Regions from separate parts of the Sus scrofa genome. Here region 2 is linked to region 1. Evidence: chromatin contacts called from public Hi-C data. All regions are on one chromosome and are shown on one strand. The core of a region is the stretch at or near the end of the contact, and the rest is flanking DNA. Distances in the headings are between cores, read along the strand shown. Region 1 holds the start of GCFC2 (GC-rich sequence DNA-binding factor 2). Region 2 holds the start of MRPL19 (39S ribosomal protein L19, mitochondrial).

Region 1 (6,172 bases), core at 1,973-4,472:
ATAACAAAGTGTCACAAAGTTATTAAATGCAGAAGCAGGGCTTTCAATCTAATTTCATCCAACTCTGGAATTTAGGCTCTCATAAATATTATGACACATATCAAGGGCTGGTGGTTAAGGAGTACTATAACGAGCACTGTGGTCTCAAACCAAATCATAAATCTATTTCCACTGTACGATTCTGGAAAGGACACAGTCAATTAATCTATTAAAGGTAATATTCAATGATAACTCTCACAGAGGTATTCAAGAACTGAATGAACAAAATGTAAAGGAATTCATGGTATTATTGACAAAGAAAGGACTTGTTAATTCACAATTATTTTGTCATATTTGTGAATAACCTTAAAACTCAAGATTACATAAATAGTACTCTTTACCTTAAAAACATCCCTTAATTAGATGTTTATATCCCTTATACATTTCAAAAAAGTCTAGAGTTAAGAAACCAAACTTAAAAGACAGAGGAAAATAGCTACAGTTTACATCTTTCTTAGCTACTGCTATTTATGACAACTCCTATATCTTCCTAAAGTGAAGAAAAGTTACACCAAAGCAATGGTTCTTAAGAGTATAGTCCATCAACCCTTAGAGGTCTCTCGAACACTTTTAGACAGCTATAAGCCAAAACTGCTTCCATCACACTATTAACATGTTACACACACTTTACCATTGATATTTACAAAATGAAGTAAAAACAGGGGTTGGTAAAACTGCTGATATTTCAGTCTGAGTCATAACAGGGATATGACCACAGAAGCAGTAGTAGCTTCTTTGCTAACATGCAGTGGCAATAAAAACATCCAGTTTCACTCACGTTTCTTAATGAAGCAATGCAAAATTTTATTAAATCTTGATCCTGAGGACGTATCTTTTTAATATTCTGTAAATCAAAATGGAAGCATGCATAAAGTACTTCTGGGGCATACTCAAATGCAATGGTTGCCTCAAGAAAAAGCACTGTGTGATGAGATGCAAGTTGAACTTTGCCACTGCATTTGAGCAGGAATACCATTTGCCTTCAGAGAATGACAAACTATTTATTCAGACATGGATATCTGACAAACATTCTCAAAATGAGCAAAATATCACTTCAAGAATTATTGATTTCAAATGAAGGCTGGAATTTTGAGAAAACTTATATCCTCTTGAGAACTTGATAGCTTTCCAATACTAAAAGACTGATGATATAGTAGTAGCATTGAGGGTTTTTTTGGATAGCGTGTAATTAGATATACCAACACCTGCAAAAACTGCAACTCAGTGAACCAACACTTCTCAAAGAATCAATGCATGATGTTACTACTCATACCTGGGTAAAAGATTCTTTTAAAGTACAAAACACACCAAAAGATTTTAATCTAATGGAGTACAAAAAAAAAAAAAAGAAGATAGAGTTTTAGCTTCCATGTTGCAAACTAACCTTTGAGAATGTATCACGTGTTGAGAGCTGCATTGTCACATTAAAGCACAATAACCTCCATAAACCAAAAAGGCTATTGAGGACTGGTAACCATCTATCTGTGCTTTTCTTCAAAATCAAAAACAAAATATATTTAAACAGGTTGAATACAGAAATAGTTTTGAGAATTCAGCTGTCTCCCATTATGCTAGATGTTAAAGAGATTCAAACTCAAAACGACGTCACTCTGGAGTTCCCTGGTGGTATAGCAGGTTAAGGACCCAATGTGAGCACTGTTGTGGATCAGAACGCTGCTGTGGCATAGATTTTGATTCCTGGCTCTAGTTTTTCCACATCCAGCGGGATTGGCCAAAAAAACCTCAAAAGCCATAAAAACAAAAAACAAAAACAGAACAAAATAAAAAACCCCAAGTCAAAACAATGATACTCTTACTCTTTTTTGGCAAATAGTTATTTTTCATAAAAAAAGTTTCTTTCCTTACATGTAATGAATTAATTTTAAAAGAGTAAAAATTTAATCTTAATTTCTAATACGGCAAATATTACAGAATAATCTACAGAACCAAAAGCTCTTTGGGATCGTTAATAATTTTTAAAAGTATGAAGGTTTACCCTTTATACTCAAGACCAAAAAGCTTGAGTACCACTGTTTTACAAAGCAAGTGAAACAGCAAGTGCTGGCCTCAATTCTCCCTGATAGTTTAACCAGATGACTTAACATACAAAAGCATTTAAAAAAAATCACACTTCATATAAACAAGTGATTATAACACTGACTAAGAAATCACCGAAGAGTGGTGAGAATTTTTTTCCTCGACTAACCATTCTTATTAAACTCCATTTCAAAAAAGAACACACCTTATGTAAACAACTTGATGCTACCTGAATCCTATTTTTAGGAACACAAAGGTATCTCAAAATTTACATTGTATTTAACATCATTATTGGCAGTCTACAGTGTCATTTACCTACTGTTAGTGACATAATCTTTTCTTTAAATAATGGTTTAAATTAAAAAAAGTAAAATGTCCCAAAGCCTGTCACCTAAATTTTTCCAGCGTACCATTCCATCCAGTTAGATGTTTTCTAGAAAAACAATTAGGGACGTTTCCAGAAAGTATTACCACTTACTTAGAAATATCAGAAAATTTTTTAACTCTTCTGGGGCGATTTAGGTTCCTCATAAGCATCAGGTGCAGCACTAAAGCTATAATTGGTGAAGGTTCATTTGATGTTGCAAAACAGAGGAGCCCAAACTTAACAGGATTCATTCTACTGCCCCTGGGAGCCCAGTGTGGAGATGCCAGCAGCGGGCGGGTGTTCGCAAGCAGGCTGTCATGCTTACTATTCCTGCGATGCAGCCCACATCCTGGTAAGCACCGGGTTAGATCCGAAACCACCCTAACTCCTCGGGGTCTTCCTCCCGCCCCCGCCCCGGGCACCCACGCCGCCGCCCTGTGTCACCTGGGGCATCCGATCCTGGGTCCAAGCGCGGAGCCGCTTTCGCCGCGCGCCGGGAACTCGCCCAGACCCGGCCCCGGCCCCGGCCCCCGCCCCGGGCCCGGCGGAGCCGTTCTGCCACTTCCGCGCAGCCTCCTTCGGACAGCATTCCTTCCTCCGCAGGGCCCGGGGCTACTTGCTCTCCGGGCACCCCTGGTTCGGCAGTTGGTTCCTGGCCGCTGTCGCTGTCGCTAGAGTCAGTTCGGCGCTGCCGAAAAGTCCTCTGCGGTCTGTGAGCCATGACCGAACCCAGACACACCAGGTCTACGGCTTCCGCGCAGGCGCACGCTCCCGCCTCCCGCCTCGCCGCCCCGTAAGCGCGCGGGAGCCAAGCGGCTTCGACGCCGGCTTCGCCATGCGCATGCGTAGTTTTCTTTTTTCGTTCTGTACGACCCAACTCGTCTCCCGGGGTTTCTAGGGATGTGCGGCGTTCTCTTTGCAAGGTCAGTTTATGCAGGTGCTCGCGAAGAGATTACCGCAGGTTCCTCAAGCTAACTGCTATGGAGAGCAGCACTCACAGGCTCTCTTTGTGCAAACCCTGTCTGGGACTCAGGCGTTGTGCCCACATCCTGGACTGGATCCACTCTTCGACTTTCTGGAGAAAGTGAAGTTCTCTTTCTAAACAAGAATTAAAACAAATAAGCCTACACTGTGTAAGAGATTGTCTCTGGAAGCTAAACAGTAACATCTACACAGAAATGATACTGCACAAGTAAGCAACAATCAAGAAGAAAAGCACAGAGATAAAAAGGATGGCCTCTTAGAATTACAGATAGAAACAAGTAAAGAGCAACCAGAGAGCAAGAAGCCTTTCCAGGTACCCATAATCATCACTATCTTATATTATTTGCCCTTTCTCATGAATATTAGGATTTCCCCCCCCCCAGAGAGCATGAATAACGCCATATATCTTATCTATCCCCACTATACTTATTTACAATACTAACTTATTGATTAGCTGGTTATTAGGAGACTTTGCATTATTCACCTTTTTAAAATAACTTAAATTTTCAGAGGTTAGTAACTGAAGAAAATTGGCATATGAAATATTCTCCAACTTTTGGAAACCAATGTATTACTTAAGCCGTTTTGTTTTTTTTTTTTTCTTCCCATTAGTGAAATGTTTTAGTCAGCGTTATTAGGCATTGGTTAGTGGGTTCTGAGCGCCCTCTAGTGATAAATGTGCTACTTACAAAAGGATTATGTCAATCTTTTGGAAAATGCCTCCTTTCTCATAGAGCTATTTTTTCTTTCTGTCTTGTTATAAGTAATGGATATATTGCCATGTTAAGCCAAATTATGTCAAAATTTATCAGATAAAAATTTTGATAAGTCTTATTTGTAAGTAAAGTATCACACTGTTCTTTGGCAATTAAAAACAGTTTTGTGGAAATGCATCTATAAAAGTATGGACCTTTGTGCTTTCATTTTTTCAGCATCATTTTTTTTTCTTGCATTTACTATGATGAGATCCTTGGCCTGGGACCAGAGGGTCGCAATATGCATGGAGGTCCTGGTCCTGATGATCAGTTAGTACATCCAAGTTAGCCCTACAGATTGGAAATTACTTAAAAAATATATACTCAAAATATTTAACATCAGATCTACCCTCTTAACAAAATTTTAAGTGTACAGTACAGTATTGTGAATTATAAGCACATTGTTGTAAAGCACATCTCTAGAACTTTGTCATTTTAACTGAAATGTTTTACCTGTTGTAATTTAACTCTTTGTTCCTTCTCCTCCTAGACCCTGGCAACCACCATTCTCCTTTCTGCTTCTATGAGTTTGGCCCTTTCAGATACCTCATGTAAGTAGAACCATGCAATATTTATCCTTCTGTGACTTAAAGTAATATCTTCAAAGTCCATCCATTTTGTAGCATATTGCAGGGGTTCCTTCTTTTTAAAGGCTGAATAATATTCTATTGTCTGTATATACCACGTTTTCTTTATCTATTCATTGGACAATGGATATTTAGGTGGCTTCTACATCTTGGCTATTGTGAATTAGTGCTGCAGTGAATGTGGGAGTGCAAATGTCTTCAAGATCTTGATTTCAATTCTTCTGGGTAAATACCCAGAAGTGGGATTGCTGGATCACATGGTAGTTTTATTTTTAAATTCTGAAGGACTTTCCGTATTGTTTTCCATAGCAACTGCAGCATTTCACGTTACCACCAACAGTGTGCAAGCGTTCCAGTTTCTCCACAACCTTGCAACACTTGTTGACTATTGATTGGCTGATTGGTACTGGACATCCTAATAGATTCGAAGTGATATCTTCTTGGTTTTGATTTGCATTTCCCTGATGATTACTGATGTGAAGCATCTTTCACATACTTGTTGGCTTCTGTGGAGAAAGCCTATTCAAATATTTTATCGGTTTGAAATTGGGTTATTTGATTTTGTTGTGGCTGGTTTTGCTTTGTAAATGGACTGTAGTACTTTGTATGTGTTGGATATTAATCTCTTATCAGGCATATGTATTGCAGATATTTTCCCCACTTTCCCTAGGTTGCCTTTTCACCCTGCTGAAAGTTTCCTTTGCTGGGCAGAAGCCTTTTAGTTTGATGTAGTCCCATTTCTCTACTTTTGGTTTTGTTGTCTGTGCTTTTGGCCTCATATACAAAAAGCCATTGCCAAGACCAATGTCATGAAGATTTCCCCCTTTATTTTCTTTTAAAAATTTTACATTTAAGTATTTAATGAATTTTGAATTGATTTTTGTGTCAGGTATAAGATAAGGGTCCAGTTTCATTCTTTGGCCTGTGGCTATACAGTTTCCCCAACACCAACACCATCTGTTGAAGAGACTTTTCTTTCCCATTGTGTATTTTTTTTTTTTTTTTTTTTTTTTTTTTTTTGTCTTTTTGCCATTTCTTGGGCTGCTGCTACGGCATATGGAGGTTCCCAGGCTAGGAGTCTAATAGGAGCTGTAGCCACTGGCCTACGCTAGAGCCACAGCAACGCGGGATCCGAGCTGCGTCTGCAACCTACACCACAGCTCATGGCAAGGCCGGATCGTTAACCCACTGGGCAAGGGCAGGGACCGAACCCGCAACCTCATGGTTCCAGGTCGGATTCGTTAACTACTGCGCCACGACGGGAACTCTTTTTTTTTTTTTTTTTTTTTTTTTTTTTTTTTAAATTGAAGTTTAGTTGACTTAAAATGTTGTGTTAGTTTCAGGTGTATAGCAAAGTGATTCAGTTATACCTACCTATATATTTTCCAGATTCTTTCCCCTTA
Region 2 (6,172 bases), core at 1,709-4,208, 64 kb before region 1:
GGCAGCCAGAACATTTCTTTTCTAGGGGAGAAAGACAGTCTTTGCAAAAATGGTGCAAACTAGACATGCACAGCCAAAAAGAAATTAAGATAAAATGGGCAAATGGCTCGAACAGTCATTTGTCTAAAAAAGATTTATAAATGGCCAATGAGCACGTGAGAAGACCCTCAACATCACTAGTCATTAGGGAAATGCAAATCAAAGTCTCAGTGAACTGCCACTTCATACCCATTAAAAGATGGCTATTTTAAAGGGAGAGAGAGAATAACAAGTGCTCCTGAGGATGTGAAGAAGTTGGAGCCCTCCCACATAGCTGGTGAATATGTGAAATTGTGCAGCAACTGTGGAAAAGTCTGGAGTTTCCTCAAAGTGAAACCTATGATGCAGCAATTCCACTCCCCAAAGAATGGAAACCAAGAACTCATACAGACACTTTCACATCAGTGTTCATGACATAGGCTGGGGCCTGGGACCTGAGACCCTCTGCCACACTGGTGGCAATGCTTGCATCCGGACAAACATCTCAAGCAACAAAATACAAAGATACTATAAGGGACTAAAAAAACAAGCATATTTGGGGCAAATTATGGGCAAGAAGATACTAAAAACTAAATACCCAACTGCCACTTCTGAAGAGCTGAGACCAAAAGCAGAGTGTTAGGAGCAAAAGGAGGGTACTGAACAAACCCCAGGCACACACCACCACTAGAGGGGTGGGTAGACCACTAAAGCCACCTCTCTGCCCAGATTCCTGGATCCGCTGTTGCTGAAACTTGGCCTCTGTCAGCTGGTGCTGAATAGAAATGCGGAGACTGAATACAAACTGGAGTTTTGAGTGAAGGAGAAAAGATAGCTTTATTGCTTTGCCAGGCAAAGGGGGCCACAGCAGGCTAATGCCTTAAACACTGTGCCTCCCTTTGGGAGAGATTATAGTTTGGGGAGTGGAAGATAGGGCCGAAGATAAGGATCAGGGTAGAGGCAACCTTGCATTGTCTTTCAAAGCTTGCATCGTGTGGCCCCAGGACTGGCTCGGGCTGCCCTCCTTTCTCCAACGAAGAATGCTCTATCAAGCAGATAACATCTTCCATTTGTTGTGGGTTTTAGTTCTGCAGAAGGGCTCAAAGATACTGTTGTGTATATTCCTTGAAGAGGAACCAGGACCATGCCCCAAGCCTACACTACTGTCTCTTGACTGCTTCTTCTTCATTTCTGCATCCCTTTCCTTCCCTGATAAATAACGAATGTTTGAAACTGCCCTTTGGAACTCAGAGAAGGCCAAAGAGGGCCTAGCTGGGTTATACCACCCCTACCCTTGACTCCTGTAAGGAACCAGCTAGCCCCCTGCCCCCCGGCCCCTAGCAAGCAAGCAAGCAAGCAAAGGAAATTCTTTTTTGTTTCTACTCTCTGCTGCAGCAGGGGCTCCAATAAAGCCTTGCCTGAATTTTCCTGTCTGGCCTCTTACCATTGATTAAGAAGGTCAAGGGCCCTTGGGATGGTAACATTCATAGCAGCTTTATTCACAATAGCCAAAATGTGAAAACAACCCAAATGTCCATCAGCAAATGAATTGATAAACAAAATATGTCATATACATAAAATGAAATATTACTCAGCCTTAAAAAGGAATAAAATTCTGATACACGCCTACAATATGGATGAACCTTGAAAACACTGTACTAAGTGAAAGAAGCCAGACACAAAAGGACACATTATATGATTCCACTTATTTGAGATGCCTAATATAGACAAATTCATACAGAAAAAAAAGGTACTTGAGGATAATCAGGGCTTGGAAGAGACAGTACTGGGATTTAATGTTTAATAGGTATTGAGTGTCTTCTCTTGGGAATGTCAACTTAAAAAAAAAAAAAAAAAGCAAAGCACAACCTAAAGTTGAGAATGTTTTATTCAGTGGACTGAAGACCACAGCACCAGATATAGCCTCTCAAATAACTCTGAGAAACTGTTCCAAAGAGTTAAAGAAGGATCCAGGATATATAGGCATTTTTGCTGGAAATAAAATAAAATAAAAAAGCCGGAATTCCCGTCGTGGCGCAGTGGTTAACGAATCCAACTAGGAACCATGAGGTTGCGGGTTCAATCCCTGCCCTTGCTCAGTGGATTAACGATCCAGCGTTGCCGTGAGCTGTGGTGTAGGTTGCAGACGCGGCTCGGATCCCGCGTTGCTGTGGCTCTGGTGTAGGCCGGTGGCTACAGCTCCGATTGGACCCCTAGCCTGGGAATCTCCATATGCCGCGGGAGCGGCCCAAGACCAAGAAATAGCAAAAAGACCAAAAAAAAAAAAAAAAAAGCCAACATTTTATGACCTAAGTATGGCCACAATGCCTGCCCTTGAATAGGTCTCATATCTTAAGGGAACAAAAGAACAAACTGTTACTGGGCAAGAGAATTAACAACAGCAAAGATTATAAATCAGATGATAAAGGCTCCCAGTTCCCTTTTAATGGTAGAGATTAGCTGAAAGCACTTTTTAGAGCTGTTTTGCAGAATTTAAACTTTCCGTTTGAGAGCTGAACAACCACATCAACTACAAACTGAGGGATGATGCTGTGGACTTTTTCTGATCCTTACCTCAGTCTGCTCTGTTGACCTTTGCCCTAATTCCATGCTGAATTCTTCTCTGCTCAAGCTCCTTCATGAATATGCATGGCCTCTTTAGCTTAAACCTTCCCCAGTTTTGCTGGCTGGGGAGACATTGCTTTGGGAAAGATCCCGGTATTCTCCTTACTTGCTGCAAGTAATAAGTCCTTCCTTCTCCTGATCTTTGGCTTGGTTGTGCCAACTGGCTCCACATTCTCCAAGAAGTGAGCCAGTTTTCGAGTAACAGAACTAGAGAGTGTGTGTGCACTTTCCCTAACAATTCCAGGTGGGGTTGGGGGAAAAAAACTTGTCTATTTTGGCCTGTGGCGGCCGCCATCTCGCACAGGTGGCCACGCCTTCTTCGCACTGATTGATGGGCGTTGTAGTCTCTACCCAGCGAGCAGGCATGGCGGCCTCTATTACAAGGGGCTCCTGGGCTGCGGTGGGCCTGGGGCAGAGTTTTCCACCTACCCGGGCTCTGCTTCCTGCACCAGCCTCTGTCATCTGCCGTAAGTGCAGCGGGGCTGGGGAGCCCGGGGAGCAGGTCAGGGTCAGGCTACGGGGAGGCGAGCCTGGGAGCCTGGGGCGCTACTTGAAGGAGATTGTGAGGTTTCTGGGGGAGCTGGGGGTTTCTGGGCTGGCACATGTAGCCTTGACCTTTGAGGTTGCTCCCTCAGGGACCCTCGCGGGGTCGGGCAGACAGCAGGTCACTGGATCTTCTGAGCCCGGCGCGTTTCAGCCGCCGCCGAAACCGGTTATCGTGGACAAGCGCCGTCCCCAGCGCCCGGAAACCAGGTGAGGCTCTCTACCTACACGCGCTTTGGAACCTGTACTCCCGTTATAGCTCTAAAGCGGGTCCGGAAACCACAGGGCAAGAGCTTGTGTGCAGGATTCATGAATCCCCTGTTCCCACTCAAGTTTGTCTTCCTCGCTTCTCCCAAGCTTGCATTAAAATTTCTTCGCAGTCCTATTAGATCGGAAGTTCAAGTAGGGATTCCCCAGATGCGAAGCTCTGGTTTGTATCAGGAGTTTTTCTCTTAAGTACCTCGTGTTTTACTTGCGTATGTTAAGGAACGGTTATTTCCTGGGCTAGTGATCAGATCCAAGCCAAAGTTGCAACCTATGCCGCTGTTAGAGCAACACCGGATCCTCAACCCACTGTGCTGGGCTGAAGATCAAACCTGAGCCTCAGGGCTCCAGAGACGCCACTGATCCCTTTGCACCACAGTGGGAACTCCTGGTAACATCCTGAAATTTCACTTTTGGGGTAAAGCAGTGGTTTCTCCTATAGTGGTCTTTTAAGTTTGCTTTTAACTTTTTAAAACTTGTATTTTTCACAGGTTCTTGAGTCCTGAGTTCATTCCTCCAAGGGGAAGAACAAATCCTCTGAAATTTCAAATAGAAAGAAAAGATATGTTAGAAAGGAGAAAAATACTCCACATTCCAGAGTTCTATGTTGGTCAGTAAGAGCTGGGTGCTTTTGTTATTAGTGGTTGTGGAGGGGTAGTTTTCTTGGTATAGAGAACATTGTTTTTCACCTGTCTGGGTTTTGCTTATATGAGGTACTTATCCCTAATATTATATTACAACATTTGGGAGTTTTGAAATTACCTGGAAGTACTGTTATTTGTTTCTGTATCTCATGTAAAATTCCTCTTGAATTTGTAGGAAGCATTCTTCGTGTTACTACTGCTGACCCATATGCCAGTGCAAAAACCAGCCAGTTTCTGGGGATTTGTATCCAGAGATCAGGATCAGGACTTGGAGCTACTTTTATCCTTAGAAATACTATTGAAGGACAAGGTAGATTTCATTTCATTATTTTGATTTTCTGGAAAGTATTCTCGAAGAGTCTTTTATTTTCTGCGTCTTTTATTTTCTGCACAAGACATCTGGAACTTGAAAGTGAATGTGAGCTCTGAGGGCCTGTGGCCTAAGAATGGTATGAGAATTGAGGTTGCTGAGTAAATAGAGTTGGTGCTTTGCTTTCTCTTGAAAGTTTCTTTTGTTACAAGGGCAACAACCTTATGAAGTAGACTTTCCAAATCATGGTACCATCAAGGGAGGCGACGAGTGACTCTAAAGCAGTGTGGGAGTATTCATTTTAGGAGCAAATAATCCTTGAAAACATTAAGATGAACATAATGATGTCCTTGTAAGTTACTTTTTCCTAACATAAATGGCTCCTCTTTTGCTGTATATTACAATAATCATCACAATTAGTAGTTTTATAAAAATGAGAGGACTTTCAAAAGAGGCAAATTTTTTTTTTTTTTGTCTTTTGTCTTTTTGTTGTTGTTGTTGCTATTTCTTGGGCCGCTCCTGCGGCATATGGAGGTTCCCAGGCCAGGGGTCGAATCGGAGCTGTAGCCACCGGCCTACGCCAGAGCCACAGCAACGCGGAATCCGAGCCGCCTCTGCAACCTACACCACAGCTCACGGCAACGCCGGATCGTTAACCCACTGAGCAAGGGCAGGGACCGAACCCGCAACCTCATGGTTCCTAGTCGGATTCGTTAACCACTGCGCCACGACGGGAACTCCCTTTTTTTTTTTTTGATGTTTATCCTTTACTGACACATGGCTGAATGGCTAGGGAAAAATCGTTCCATCCAGTGGCAAGTAGCCTTGGGGAGTCTATGCTATGTGGTAAAACGTACATAGTATAAAATTTACCATTTTAAGTATTTTAAGTATACAAATCAATGGCATTAAGTACATTTACAATGTTGTGTAGCCATCTTTACTCTCCATTTCTATAACTTTATCCTCCCAACACAGAAACTTTGTACCCATTAAACAACAACTTCCCATTCCCCTCTTTCTCCAGCCCCTGGTAACCTTCCTTCTCCTTTCTGTCTCTACGAACTTCAAAAGAGGCAACATTATGTTTGCTATGATGGGAACAAGTGGTAAAATTCTAGGAAAATTATGAATCAAAATGTCAAGAGTAGCACATTTTTCATACTTAATGTTTTATGCTTAATGTTGTATGCTTCATGATCTCCACCAGTGAAGTAGTTTATTGAAAGACATTGCACATGTGAGAATGGTTGCCGTCTTCCTTAACACCAAAGGTCCGTGGTGCTGTGCCTGTAGGAACTCAGCAGGACTTGACTAGCTACAGAAACTTGTGCCTCCAATTAGGTCGTGTAGTTGGAGAACTCTTGTAATAGAAAGGCATGTGACAGACCTGAGTATGATTTTTTTTTTTCCCTTAAAATTGAGATAATAGTTTTTGCCTCCCAGGCTTGTGGTCAGTTGATTGTGATGTTGTACATGAAGTATCTGACATACAGTTCTTAAAAGTATTAGCTCTGCCAGAAGGGAATTAATTCCCTTTTGCCATTTTCTACCATTAACATTTTGAAGCCATTCCTACCCCATCGAGCCTTCCTACTTTGACGATTCTTGCTAGTCCATTAGCTTTAAATACCATCCATGTGGTGTTAATTCCTAGATTTATATCTCAAGGACTGATGACCCTTTTCTTGTTCTGGACTTGCACCCACAGCTACCTATTTGACATCTCCATTTGAGCATCTTAAAGCATAAAACAAATTCAAAACAG

What was found. Hi-C and Micro-C count contacts between places; a contact is called where the count stands out from the background.
Region 2: a contact with region 1 is called in a Hi-C map of liver, with 4 times the contacts expected there. The contact joins the promoter of MRPL19 here to the promoter of GCFC2 in region 1. A contact is called at or near these places in 2 of 5 promoter capture datasets (fetal liver and liver), 31 of 47 Hi-C or Micro-C datasets (alveolar macrophages, blood, brain and 16 more) and 2 of 2 datasets of contacts at active chromatin or transcription factors (alveolar macrophages and skeletal muscle).

What each region holds. Positions count from the first base shown.
Region 1 is chr3:67,544,853-67,551,024 of Sscrofa11.1, reverse strand. GCFC2 (GC-rich sequence DNA-binding factor 2) reads right to left here and starts at 3,222. Exons shown (of 17, transcript XM_021087312.1): 1 at 2,888-3,222. The coding sequence starts at 3,164. LOC106509776 (a long non-coding RNA gene) reads left to right here and starts at 3,284. Exons shown (of 3, transcript XR_001307629.2): 1 at 3,284-3,740; 2 at 4,673-4,733.
Region 2 is chr3:67,608,109-67,614,280 of Sscrofa11.1, reverse strand. MRPL19 (39S ribosomal protein L19, mitochondrial) reads left to right here and starts at 2,958. Exons shown (of 6, transcript XM_003354755.4): 1 at 2,958-3,110; 2 at 3,279-3,396; 3 at 3,942-4,060; 4 at 4,270-4,404. The coding sequence starts at 2,975. GCFC2 (GC-rich sequence DNA-binding factor 2) reads right to left here. Exons shown (of 17, transcript XM_021087312.1): 17 at 5,129-6,172.